2 separate regions of the Danio rerio genome follow, and region 2 is linked to region 1. The links are chromatin contacts, called in public Hi-C maps. All regions are on one chromosome and are shown on one strand. The core of a region is the stretch at or near the end of the contact, and the rest is flanking DNA. Distances in the headings are between cores, read along the strand shown.

Region 1 (6,779 bases), core at 1,214-3,713:
ACAGAGATATTTTAATGTACTTTCATCTACAGCCTGTATATACATATATATATATATATTTATATATGTGCCACTGAAATAAAAATAAATCTATTCGGAATTTTAGAAGATTTTAATATTTAGTGTGGTAACTTATTAGGTTTAAGTTTGTGAAATGTGTATTATTTGTTTTCTATTGTTTTATCTGCACTCTTCCTAATAAATGACATTGTAACTTTGGACGTGGCATGACCTTCTGTGAGAACATACACATGCCATAAGAGGGGGCTGTTGACCATTGAAAATAAATGGCATATTATTATGGAAACCAAGAGGGGGCAGCATACTGTACAGTAAGTTGGCTAAATGAAAGATTTGAATTGGATCTACTATTACAAAATAGCTGATGTAAGAAACTGATCACTTTCAGACTTTACTACAACTCAGTACTTAAGTAGTTTCATTAGGATTGTGTCCTTCTCTTAACCTCAAAATCCAAATCACCAGGCCTGCTTAAATTCAAGCAAGGAGATTGTGGTTTGCAGGAGCTGTTGTAAGCTCCTTAAGTGACTGTGGCTACTGCCTTCAAGACTCATTCAGCTGCTCAACATAAGCTCCAGGACCAACTATGGCAGCATATCTGCTTGCACAGAGACACAGGGGCCTCTTTAGAGTAAAGAATGCAGAGCAGTCACACACCACCCAGCAACAAATAATAAAATATTACCACCCAATATTCTATCCTAGCTCTTTCAGATATAAAATATTGATACTGTATCAGTCAAAAGCATGTGAACAAGAGACTTTAAATATATAGAAAGCATAATAAACTAGTGTCTACCTTAATGCTTGGAAAAAATGTTTAGAAAGTAAAATGTCAACACATTAGAGAAATAATAGTTCCATCCATATGTATTCATATTCAATTTCATTTGAAAGGGTGCAAACATCTCAGCAAATTCCAATAGTCTGATGCTTATAGCCCATGACATGTTGTTACAACCCTTATTATCAGCTATCATGTGATATAAAAAGAAGTCAAATGAAATTACAAAGATCACAACATACCCATAGTATAAATCCACAATAAAACCATTCATGCATAAACAGGGGAGCCACTTGCGTGTCTTTTATGGCAGGCAGAAGGTGGAAGTCAAGTCCCTTGCCTTGATAAGGTGATCCAGGGGCCCTTCAGTGTGTTATCATCATCTGGGTTGCATTCCACGCATAAATACCTATTATGGTTTTCAGGGATAATCGCAGTGATAACAGGAATTAAAACAAAATGTAAAAACCTAGTGGTTAATTTGGTTAATGATTTATGAATAACTTTCAAGACTCAGTTTATGAGTCAAGCGAATTTATTCATTTATTTTATTAAAATAATTTTAAAGAGATTAAAATTGTATTTTCATTAAACAGATGCAATTATGAGGTGAAAATTGTTTAAATTGTAACTAAATGCTAAACTAGTAAAAAATGTACAATTAGTAAAGAAATATAAGAACAATTAGTCATGACAGAACATGTTTGTTTTAGTTTATTGTAACTTATTAAACTAAGTTAATCATGTTCTAGAACATAGCGTTCTAGAACATAGAAGAACATAGCAGCAAATGTGAAGAACATGTGAAGAACATAGCAGCAAATATTTAAACTTACAATGAATTAAGGCTGCACAGTGATCCTTATTCTTTGAATGTGTCATCAAATATTTTAAATATGTATTTAATATATAGATAGAGACAGAAAAAGATAAATAAAAATAAAATATCATGAACACCATCCAGTAAATCTGCCTGGAAAACTGGCAGTAAATGAGCAGTGAACAGATGGTAGCCTACAAATTTTCTCTAGTGTCTAAAATAGAAAACGCACGTCTTAAAATTCAGACTACCCACACAATTCACCTACATGACTTTCTTTACGATGTGTATTTATTTGTGAAGGCTTTTTACAGCATTATTCATACAGTGTTAGGAGATAGAAATAAATTATTGTACATACATTAACGTCTTACAAAATAACTACATTAAAAAATTTTCTACATTTTCATCACTGAAATCATCATTTCAATCTCGTTGGTAAAAACTACATTAAGAATCTACTTCAGCAACACTGTTATATCAAACTGTTTGTGAACAAAGCGTACTCTCTTACAGATATAATACACTAATACGGTGGAGCACCATGTGGAGAAGGCTGGTGTTGGTATCAGCACCGCCCAGCTCCTTATACAGGCCACACTTGGGCCTGCAGTGATGACTGTCAAACCGTAAATGGACAGTCCTGCTCACTATGACCCTGCAGGACAGGGGGAGACACGCCGCTTCTCTAGGAAATCACCCCTCACTTACCCTGCCAGTGCCTAATATGGTTGAAGAATGAGGAAAAACTCCAACCGAACATACAGATATCCTCAATTGTACACATGGCGACAAACGCGGTGAGTATATAAAGTGCCGGTGCCTCAGGCAGTTTGTGACTGGATCCACCAGCGGTTGTTCTGCACTGAGCTTCAGCAGAGAAAGGTAAGAGGACGTGGTTAAACGCATGCAATACTGGTATATGGTAGTTAAGTTGACTTTATTAGATTTAAGGCTAGTTAGATTTGTTTATTTAGTGACAGTAGGCTAACAGGATTTCATGGTAATCTGGAATAAATGATAGCCTTAATTAATTCATTATTTAAAAGCATGTATAATAGTTTTTTATGTTGTCGTTGTCTGTGTTGTTAATTTAAGTAATAATCATATTTTAGGATAACAGATTTGTCAGCTAAGGCTACTTTCTCATTACATTCATTCAGTCATCCTTAATTTACTCATAAATTGTAAAGTAAACTCTAAAGAATGCTTACAAAATTACTATTATTTACTACACTGTAAGAAATGTTATTTGCCTTAAAATTTTAAGCTAAATCAAATTAACATTATAAGTCAATTGAACATATATTGAGTTAAACTGACTTAAAACTACTTGCATAACTTATAAAAATAAGTTAGAACATGATTAACTTAGTTTAATAAGTTACAATAAACTAAAAAAACGTGCTGTCATGACTAATTGTTCTTATATTTCTTTACTAAATGTAAATTTTTTACTAGTTTAGCATTTAGTTACCTCATAATTGCATCTGTTTAATGAAAATACAATTTTAATCTCTTTAAAATTATTTTAATAAAATTAATGAATAAATTTGTTTGACTCATAAACTGAGTCTTAAAAGTTATTCATAAATCATACAACCAAAAATACAGAAGTACAAAATAGTATAACAAGTAAGGTGGATTAAAGCAAAGGTTAAATTCAAATGTTAAAACAAGTATAAACTGACAAATGTGTGTTGCTGTAAAATATTTGTTTTATTTCAGATATGCAGTCATTCACCTTTCATTAGTAATGAATGATAATCATTTAGAAACTTTAACTTAAAATGAGTCATGAAACCGACACAAGTACAACAGATAGAAAATATTTTGGCAAGGTAAATAGATGGAAACAAAGATGAAATTGAAAAGTGAACTGCAGAATCACTTTTCAGTCTTAATTCAATATCTTTGCATTAAACTGCACCTAATCCAATCCTTCTCAATATTAATTTGTTAAACCAGAAAAACAGCTCTATAAGGCCATTTCATATTCATTTATTATTTAATCAAAATTATTTAATTAAAATCAATTAATTAATTTTACATATGATTTTTAAAAACGTGCTCTAATTCCAACTATGAGTAATTGAAACACAAAGATATTTGCCAATCAAAGCAAAAAAAAAAAATGTTACAAAATTATCTGAGCCTGTACTGAGACAGCATCTTGCCTTTCAGAATACATCAAGATGTGTGACGACGACGAGACTACCGCCCTTGTGTGCGACAACGGTTCCGGCCTGGTGAAGGCTGGCTTTGCTGGTGATGACGCCCCCAGAGCCGTCTTCCCCTCCATCGTTGGTCGCCCCCGTCACCAGGTATGTTCTGCTGCATTTTCCTCTTTAACACAGTAAGCTTAATCTAAATATCATGACAATTAAAAATCTAAATTTGCTTCTTGCAGGGTGTCATGGTGGGTATGGGTCAGAAGGACTCATACGTAGGAGATGAAGCTCAGAGCAAGAGGGGTATCCTCACTCTGAAATATCCCATCGAGCACGGCATCATTACCAACTGGGACGACATGGAGAAGATCTGGCACCACACCTTCTACAATGAGCTCCGTGTTGCCCCTGAAGAGCACCCAACTCTGCTGACTGAGGCCCCTCTGAACCCCAAGGCTAACCGTGAGAAGATGACCCAGATCATGTTTGAGACCTTCAACGTCCCAGCCATGTATGTGGCCATTCAGGCTGTGCTGTCCCTCTACGCTTCTGGCCGTACCACTGGTGAGAGGAACTTTAACACCTAATAGATCAAATGCTGCTAATATATATGGGTAAGACCCAATATGTTTTACTGGATTCTGACCATTTTTTATTCTGTATTTAAGGTATCGTGCTGGACTCTGGTGATGGTGTGTCCCACAATGTCCCCATCTATGAGGGTTATGCTCTGCCACACGCCATCATGCGTTTGGATCTGGCTGGTCGTGATCTTACCGACTACCTCATGAAGATCTTGACTGAGCGCGGTTATTCTTTCGTCACAACCGGTAGGAATTTCAGTCATTTCTGTGTTATATTAACAGTGATGTTGTTTTATTTCATCAAATGAAATTTGGGTGCATATACACCACCTTTCAAAGGTTTTTAATGCAAGAAAAACACATTTATTTTTCAGTATGAATCAATTCAATTGAACAAACCATTGAAACAAAACATTTTATTTTAATTTAATCAAATTCTTTTTCAACTTTCTCTTTAAAGAATTCTGAAAATAACATGATTATTTTAAATTGTAATAATATTTTTATTGTAGCACTCTTATTTTACTGTATATTTCAAGAAAAAACCTACCTAAAGTTATAGTAGACTTTTAAAGTACAGTACAGTAGAGTATTTTGGCCAATATTTTCATGTTTTACAGTACATAACCTTTGATGTCATCTAACACTGAGTTAAAGTTCATCCTAAATAATTTTAAAGTCGTTTTTTTTATAGTTTTTTCTCTGTTAAATGTAATTTTTAGCAAAACTCAAAATGAAAATAGATTTTTTTTATACATTTCATAATACTTACTTGATGCCTAAATAATTATAACAATTAAAATGACAAATTTTAGTCAATTGTTATTATTATTATTTAAAATCTAATAATGCAAATAATTATCAGGCCATGTATCAGCTATCATTAATAATATAGTATTAGTAATCAACAAAATTTTTGATCTATCTGTCTGTCTATCTATCTATCTAAACATTAAAATTATCACCATCCTATCATAACTCTGGTTTGTACACTATTTGTGATTTGTGTTATGTTGGCAACTGGCTCACCTACACCTCTGTTTTCCAGCTGAGCGTGAGATTGTGCGTGACATCAAGGAGAAGCTGTGCTATGTGGCTCTGGACTTTGAGAATGAGATGGCCACCGCTGCCTCTTCCTCCTCCCTGGAGAAGAGCTACGAGCTGCCCGACGGCCAAGTCATCACCATTGGAAATGAGCGTTTCCGCTGCCCAGAGACCCTCTTCCAGCCTTCCTTCATTGGTGTGTAAAGAAAAACCTTACTCGAACATCTGTTTGTTTTTTAGTAAGAACTATACCATTTCATTAACACAGTGTTGTGAACAGGTATGGAGTCTGCTGGCATCCATGAAACCGCCTACAACAGCATCATGAAGTGCGACATTGACATCAGGAAGGATCTGTATGCCAACAATGTCTTGTCTGGTGGTACCACCATGTACCCAGGTATTGCTGACCGTATGCAGAAGGAGATCACCGCTCTGGCCCCCAGCACAATGAAGATCAAGGTAATGTATTTATGCTTGTCCTTTTAACACTAGAACTGCCAAGCCAGACCTTTTACAGGTTTCACATTGAAATAAAACACACATAACTTTCTTACATGTGTGTATATTTTATTCTAGCATTGTTATTTTATTAAAATTACAAAAACACACAAAAGTATCTCTACATCAAATTGATACACCGTATATATTTTGTAAGCATTCATAACTGTTTTACTGTTCATTGAAACGTTCTTTTTATTTTCTAAAAAAAAAAAACAGAATATTATTCTACTTCAAATTAGTATCTGTAATTAGCAGATTATTGTGTTTGTTATCTAATACATGCTCTGATGCATTAGAGTACAAGTTTAGTGTCCTAATATTTGTTAATATTGCTCCAAACCGAACAGATCAGTTTAATCATGAATTTTTATTTCAATTGTGGCTGCATAGTATTGTTTATAATACAGGGTTTTTTGTTTATAATACAGGGTTTTTTTTTTTTTTGAAGACTTTTTAAAGACCCTTTTAAGACCATTATGAATGAAATTTTACACTTGTATGAAGCTAAACACTTAGGATTTTTTGCAATGGCCCAGTTGGGCCAATGGAATTTGTATTTTGCTTGCCAAAAAATAAATAAAAATCTAAATGTAGTTATTTCAAAGTCACATATTTTAATGTCAATATTTTTTCAACGTTTTTTAACCGAATACATTTCTGTTATGAAATCTTAAGTAGTTTTTGTATAATTGGAAGGTCATATAAAGGCATATATTGGCATTGTTGTCATAAGGATTTATTTAAATGTTTATAGTTTTCTTTTCCTGATTAGGGAATTAAATTTAGAGGTTTTTCTGTAAAAATGTCTAAAAGCTGTTGTGATTTTATCTCTTTGCAATAAAAAATAAGTT
Region 2 (6,579 bases), core at 2,625-5,124, 120 kb after region 1:
CCACTTGTTTCAAACCTATTTTAAGTTGTTTCTTCTGTTAAACACAAAATAATATATACTGAAAATCCTTGGGAAAAAGCATTGACAACCATAATATTTTTGTTAGTACTATAGATACAAATGGTTGCTTTTCCCCAACATTCTTCAAAATATCTTCTTTTGAGTTCAATAGAAGAATATATATATATATATATATATATATATATATATAAATAATCATTAAAGTTTAGAATCATTTGAGAGTGAGTAAATGCTAAGAAAATGTTCATTTTTGGGTGGACTATCGCTTTAAGTAGCGCTAAACGAAGGCAAATGTCATTCAAATGTACAATTTGGTAAAAAAGCATGCACAAACTTATACAAATAAATTCTCAAGACTCAAGACTTTCTATGTGTCTTTCTCTCCCTGCACTGGCCTAAACATGGCTGATTCAAATGTCTCTTGGCTTGCCTCCCTTCACCGTGTCTCCTTAGCTTGCTAAACTCATCGAAAACACACTGATCTCACATTTCCAGTGACTAGCCCCAGCTGTACCCGGACTGAAAGTAGGTCTCCCTTTCCCTGGGATCAAGCCCAATTTATCACAATTAGACTGCTTCCCATTTGCGGTTCCCTAGGGCTGCTGGTTTCTCCCTCCCACAAAGAAAGAGACACACTAAGTGACCTACAACAGTGCGTTCCCATAGGATGAAGCCTATACTTCCTTATGATGCCTGGCCTGCAAACTTCAGCTGAACTTTACCAGAAATCCTTATCCTGAGTAAGCAAAACAAAACTGAATCACTTTCCCTCTTATCTTGCTGATAGGCAGGCGTATGATTAATTAGGACGTGAGTCATGAGTCTGTTACAGTGAAGAGATGAAGCCTTCAACAAGCGTGTGTTTGAACAAACAGCATGTCATCCTCATACAGCGACATGATGAACTTGCACTGGCTTTAATGTGTTTGTGTGAGCCGGTTTGTTTGGGTCTGGTGGTGCTGAGTAGGCTTATTGGACTGACCTGACCGGCAGTGTCACAAAGCTGAAGTTTCACAGGCTTGCCATCCACAGCTACAACCGCTGCACAGAAAAACAGATTCAGTTTTATCAGTTGATTTTATCTCTCGTAAGTCGGTGCACATTATTAAGACAGATGAACTGTGGCCAATCATGTGGCCATCTGACAAATTTTAATGAGGTCACTGTAAAACAATGTAATGTTTTAAATAGGCATTTGTGTTATTTTTGTTTAACCTCATGATATGAACATAATATTATTATATTATAATTATTTTATTATAATAAATCATTTTATATAACATAGTATAGTTTATATATATATATGAAATTATGCAAATATAATATTAATATATAATATTTTATTTTATTTTTTAACATTAAAACATTTTACAGAATTAAAGTCAGTGAAAGCAGCAGTATTTAAAAAATTATAAAACAACAACAACAACAACAACAACAACAAATAACACTACCAGTAAATAAAAACAAATTACAAAAAGACACGTACATCATTTTCAAATTTCAAAGGATACAGCTGGGAATACTATGTCCTGTTGCCATGTTCAGACACATAGTAACAGGTGCCCACCTTTGTTTAAAAATATCCAATTTCAATTGAAGTTGAGAAGTCATATATTCCATTCTATATTTAATTCAGGTTTTCCTATCTACTGTGCTATTGTTGGAGGGTGTGGCCTCATTTTATTTATTGTTATAGTCTTTCTTGCACTTAGTAAAAGTATATATAGTAAATATCTCTGGTTTTTATTAAATACATCCAAGGGTATCCTATCAAGCAAGAAAAACAGGAGAGTAAAGGGTAAATCTAACTGCATAAATTTCATTATCTCAATCTTTACCCCTTGCCAAAATGCATATATCATATTTTATAACAAGATAGATAGACAGACAGATAGATAGTTTTAATGTGTCTGAGTAACATTTATCTGAATAATTGTCAAATATTCAAAATATTTTTCCTCTATTGCATAGGCATTTTTGTTTCCCAGGTGAAAATGTATTTATTGAGTTTGTAAATTACAACTAAGTTTTAGGTTCAAGCTTATTACTTTCAAAAAAAAAAACTGTTTGCAAATCTCATTAGTAAACACTGACTAACAGTATTATTATAATTTAACCAGTAAGTAGCTGGTTTATTACTGGTCTAAGATGATCAGCATTTTGTACCATACTGGTCAGCTTTATTCAACTAAAACTAGTCGCACCAACTAAAACTGGGTTTTCTAACCGATTGCTGGATGCTACCATATATTTAGGCTATTAATATATTATTTTAATTAGATTATTTTAATTTAGATTTACCTTTTTCTTTTGGTTATAAATGCTGGAGTGATATTTACCTGCAAAGTTGTCAAACGCTGTTGGGACATACTCAGTGGGATATCCGTTAGTAGTGTAGCTCACAATCAGACTGGTTTTACCCACTGCACCATCCCCAACAAGTACGCACTTCACCCTGCGCTCCGCCGCCGTCCCGAAGCGACTCTTGACCGCAGAGGACAGGTCCCTGCTCCTCAGCCTCCGCGGCGGAACCGGCGGCACGACCGTACCGGGAACGGGCTTATACTCTCCACCTCCTCCCTGCGGAGGCATCGCTGCAAACACTGCAAACAGCGTCCCGGAGCCTTAACGCCACTTTCAGCAGTTTATCATCTCACTTGTCGCTCGTGAATGAGAGAGAGAGGAGCACTAGTCTCCGGTTTCACCGCGGTGTCCATTTATTGTAGAGGAAAACAGTCCGCTAAAGGCTACATCTCAAATCAAGAAGTGTTTGGTTTGTCTGGATATAAAACAAATCAACTCTGAAGCAAAAATAAATAGGAAGCCCACACGTACACTGACGTTATGCCCTCATGAGACGAGCCCTCCTCCGCCCTCTCAAAAAAACTGAACTGAACTGAACACACTTCACTCTCAAACACTCTGCCTGTGTCTCAATGCTTTGCCTACCGCCTACTAGACCGGGGTTTGAAGCGCGCGGGACACTTTTGGGCGTACCCTAGATAGGCAAATGACTAGGGTTTGAGACACGGCCCATGACATCATCCTCAGTGAACTGCAGTCATCCGTGAACTGAAGTTCAGCAGACCTGTTGTCATTACTGATAAACTCAACTGAACTGGCGAGAACACACGCGTCAGCATTTTCATTTGTTATCACGGATAATCTCAATAAGATAAAAAATGTCTAAAGAGCATTAAAAATAATGTTTTTTTCTAAAGAATGTTTAGTTTTTAAAATTCAGTCATTTTTTGTATTTTTAATATATTTTAATACATCTATTTATAATCTATTCACACACATGCAAAATAATCATAATTGCATACAAGATAAATAGTAAATTATGAATAGATATCAAAACTGAATATACATACACACACACAGAACTTACTGTTAACAATAATTTAAATGATTAAATACCAGTAATTTATATGTATTTATTTCCATAGTTTATGCTTTTTCTCCAAACATTTCTCCACAGACAACGAGCGCTCTCTTGTGGCTCCCTGAGGGGTCGTTCCACATGTACATTAAGCAGTTGATGTATTATTGTTTACTAAAACAACTAAATCATTATCTAATTGTTATTATGAAAATGAATTATTTTAGTTTTAACCAATTCCTTAAAAGTATTTTATGACTACAACGTTAAAAACAGAAGCACAAAGACGCCATCTTTTAGACAAGCGGTATAATTTGTAATTTAACAAGATAAAGACGTTTAACTTGAGTTAATAGTGCATATAAGTTAATATTACCTTTTTAAATCATTAAATTCTATATTAGTAACATATCAGAGAGCTACATATTCTTTTTTTTAATTATCTGCTTATTTGAGTATGGAACGTTTGTCTGAGATCTTGTTTAACCCGAGCCTTAGTCTCAGTTGAACAAACACCCGCACATGATTCCCAAACTCTCAGCTCTGAATGTTGTGAGAGTTTGACAGATGGCTGCAAATACAGTGAAAGAGTCAAATACACACAGTGAAGTCGTGCTGGGCTTCTTAGAGGAGGCAGAATCATGGCAGCTTCTGAGTGACCAGTTTCCAAGTAAAGTCGGCGGGCGACCAGCGTGGCTGAGCCAGTCGGATTTACCAGCCGTGTCTGAGTTACAGTGCGAGGAGTGCAAACTGCCGGCGGTGTTTCTTCTGCAGGTTTATGCGCCAGTCACTGAATATGATCGATGTTTTCACAGGACACTGTTTGTGTTCTGCTGCAAGACACCAGCCTGCTATACTCGAAACGACAGCAAGTGTTTTAAAGGTAACGAACTGTCAAAATACCGTAGTAGTTGTTCATGTGTGTATAGTATTTTTATTAAGATGCATTAAAACGATACGGTCAGCTAAATATGAAAGTTGGTCATTTCCTGACCTTCGTGTAGTTCCAAACTTAGCATGCCTTTATTTTGTTCTGTGAAGTCGACAGCATGCATATACTTTAAAGGATGTTGTGTTTCTAGTGTGGGTAAATGAGCATTATCTGATAGAAGCACTTAAAATTACTAAAATTAAAAGAGTGATTCAACTGATGTTGAATGAAATGTAATGTACACAAATCTTAGCTACAATAATATTGTTTTAGCTTTGTGGTGAAATTTAAACCATTTTAGGAAGCTTTTCTAACTTATGTTTAACAGTAAGACATTTTCACAGCATTTCCTTTTATATTTATAGAGAAAGTCTTGATTCTATTAGCTTGACTGAGTTTTAGATATATTTTGTCATTTATTTATTAAACTTTTTAATACTATTGAGGTGAATATTAGGTCCTTTCCTGAAATCTGATGTAAACGGGTAACCATTATTAACTAACAAAGGCTTGTCAACAAACAGATTCATGTCTATTTAAGGAAATCAACGAGATCCAAAACTATTCAACTAATCATCATTCTTTAAAGGTTTTTTTTTTTTTTTTTTAAACAGAAAGAAAGTTTTATGAACTTAAAACAACATGCGATGACAACATATTAAATATGGGCACCATTTCTCACATTTCTGTTCTGCACTATTCCCATTTTCAGTGTTCAGAAGTCAGTTACCAAGGAAAAATGTGTTTTACCCTTTTAATCCTCCTCCTGACGAAAAGCCTGAACAGCCAGTACATGATGCTCAGGTTTTGGGTTCAGGACTCAAACTGTGCAGGCTGTGTGGTTGTCTGGGACAGAAGGCCTGCTCTCGATGTCACTCTGTCACATATTGCTGTAAGGAGCATCAGACCACAGACTGGAAACAAAGACACAAGAAAGAGTGCTTAGCTGAGGGTGAGTCTAGAATGCTTGATAAATTACTTTTAATGTTCACTACTTTAAAGGAACACTCACTTCTTTGGAAATAAGCTCAATTTACAACAGCCCTAGAGGTTCCTGGGTCTGGCGGGAGCGCTTCGCATCGATCATTGAATTGGATTAGACCATCAGCATCTCGTTCAAAAAAAACTTGTAAGAGTTTTGATAATTTTCCCATTTAAAGCTTCAGTCTTCTGTTGTTACATTGTGTACCAATACTGGCAGAAAATGAGAAGTTGCTAATTTCTAAGCCGATATGGCTTAGAGACCTACACTCATTCTCATAATAACCTAGCAATTATTTTTGAGCGAGATCCTAAGGGTCTAATCTGATTCAATCTATGCTATGCTAAGCTAAGTGTGCTTCTGTCAGACCCAGAGATTGGCTGAATGTATTTAAAGAATGGTAAAACTGTCCTGTTTAACACTAGGGGAAGTGTTAAAATGAGCATCTGATCGATAGGTGTGATGTCTTGTATTTGTACCTTCAGCTTCTCAAGTTTCAGGGGAGCTGAATTCATTTCTGTTTCCTGAGTGGGAGCTGGTCACCGAACCAGAGGTGATTCCAGCAAAAGATGAACTCCAGGAATCCCCCAGTCTGGATCAGGAGAACATTGCATCTTTAAATAGCGGTATTCCTTATTGAACAGTTTCAGGAGGTTGATATTTGTTGTTATGTATTTGTCATTAAAAGTTTTCACTTAATTTCACTCAGGTTTGGAGGACAGTGAGCTGGAGAGTATGGCTCTTCATGAAACGTTAGACTCCAAAGTCTTTCAAAAGTTCAAGCAGCGCATTGCTAATGAGCCACAACAGGTAAGTAACACAGTCACAGCCATGCAAATGCGATGTATGGCTTTTCCCCATATGCTTTAGCAGCTGTGGTGATATACGTTTGTGTTTTTAAGGTTTTGCGGTATTGTAGAGGGGGATCTCCTCTTTGGGTGACAGCTGAACATGTGCCACGTGAAGAGGAAGTTCCAGAGTGTACATGTGGCGCAAAACGGCTCTTTGAATTCCAGGTGATGCAAAACAGATGTTAAGCTAGCTTTTTGTTTTCATTCAATGAGATAAACTGAGTCTAGATTTTTTTTCAAAATATTTTTCCAATTGGTATCTACAACAGTTTTACGAATAATGTAGATTATTTTTTAAAGGATCTTATAACATTAAAGACTAAAAATGGAAGCTGTAAAGTCAGCTATGTCACAGGAAAATGTTTTAAAATAGGAGTCATTTTATGAAAGGTTTTATCTTTAATTTATA

What was found. Hi-C and Micro-C count contacts between places; a contact is called where the count stands out from the background.
Region 2: a Hi-C map of hematopoietic stem cells shows a contact between it and region 1, with 2.7 times the contacts expected there. The contact joins the promoter of pdcd2 here to the promoter of acta1b in region 1. A contact is called at or near these places in 4 of 18 Hi-C or Micro-C datasets (caudal fin, embryo, hematopoietic stem cells and 1 more) and 1 of 4 datasets of contacts at active chromatin or transcription factors (gastrula embryo).

The regions. Positions count from the first base shown.
Region 1 is chr13:27,463,072-27,469,850 of GRCz12tu, forward strand. acta1b (actin alpha 1, skeletal muscle b) reads left to right here and starts at 2,464. Exons shown (of 7, transcript NM_214784.2): 1 at 2,464-2,510; 2 at 3,810-3,949; 3 at 4,036-4,360; 4 at 4,465-4,626; 5 at 5,429-5,620; 6 at 5,705-5,886. The coding sequence starts at 3,821. abcb10 (ATP-binding cassette, sub-family B (MDR/TAP), member 10) reads left to right here. Exons shown (of 14, transcript XM_073920892.1): 14 at 1-219.
Region 2 is chr13:27,580,769-27,587,347 of GRCz12tu, forward strand. pdcd2 (programmed cell death 2) reads left to right here and starts at 3,875. Exons shown (of 6, transcript NM_001045138.1): 1 at 3,875-4,289; 2 at 5,050-5,289; 3 at 5,805-5,945; 4 at 6,029-6,129; 5 at 6,222-6,335. The coding sequence starts at 3,974. rhoua (ras homolog family member Ua) reads right to left here and starts at 3,007. Exons shown (of 4, transcript NM_001007443.1): 1 at 2,364-3,007; 2 at 1,004-1,062. The coding sequence starts at 2,616.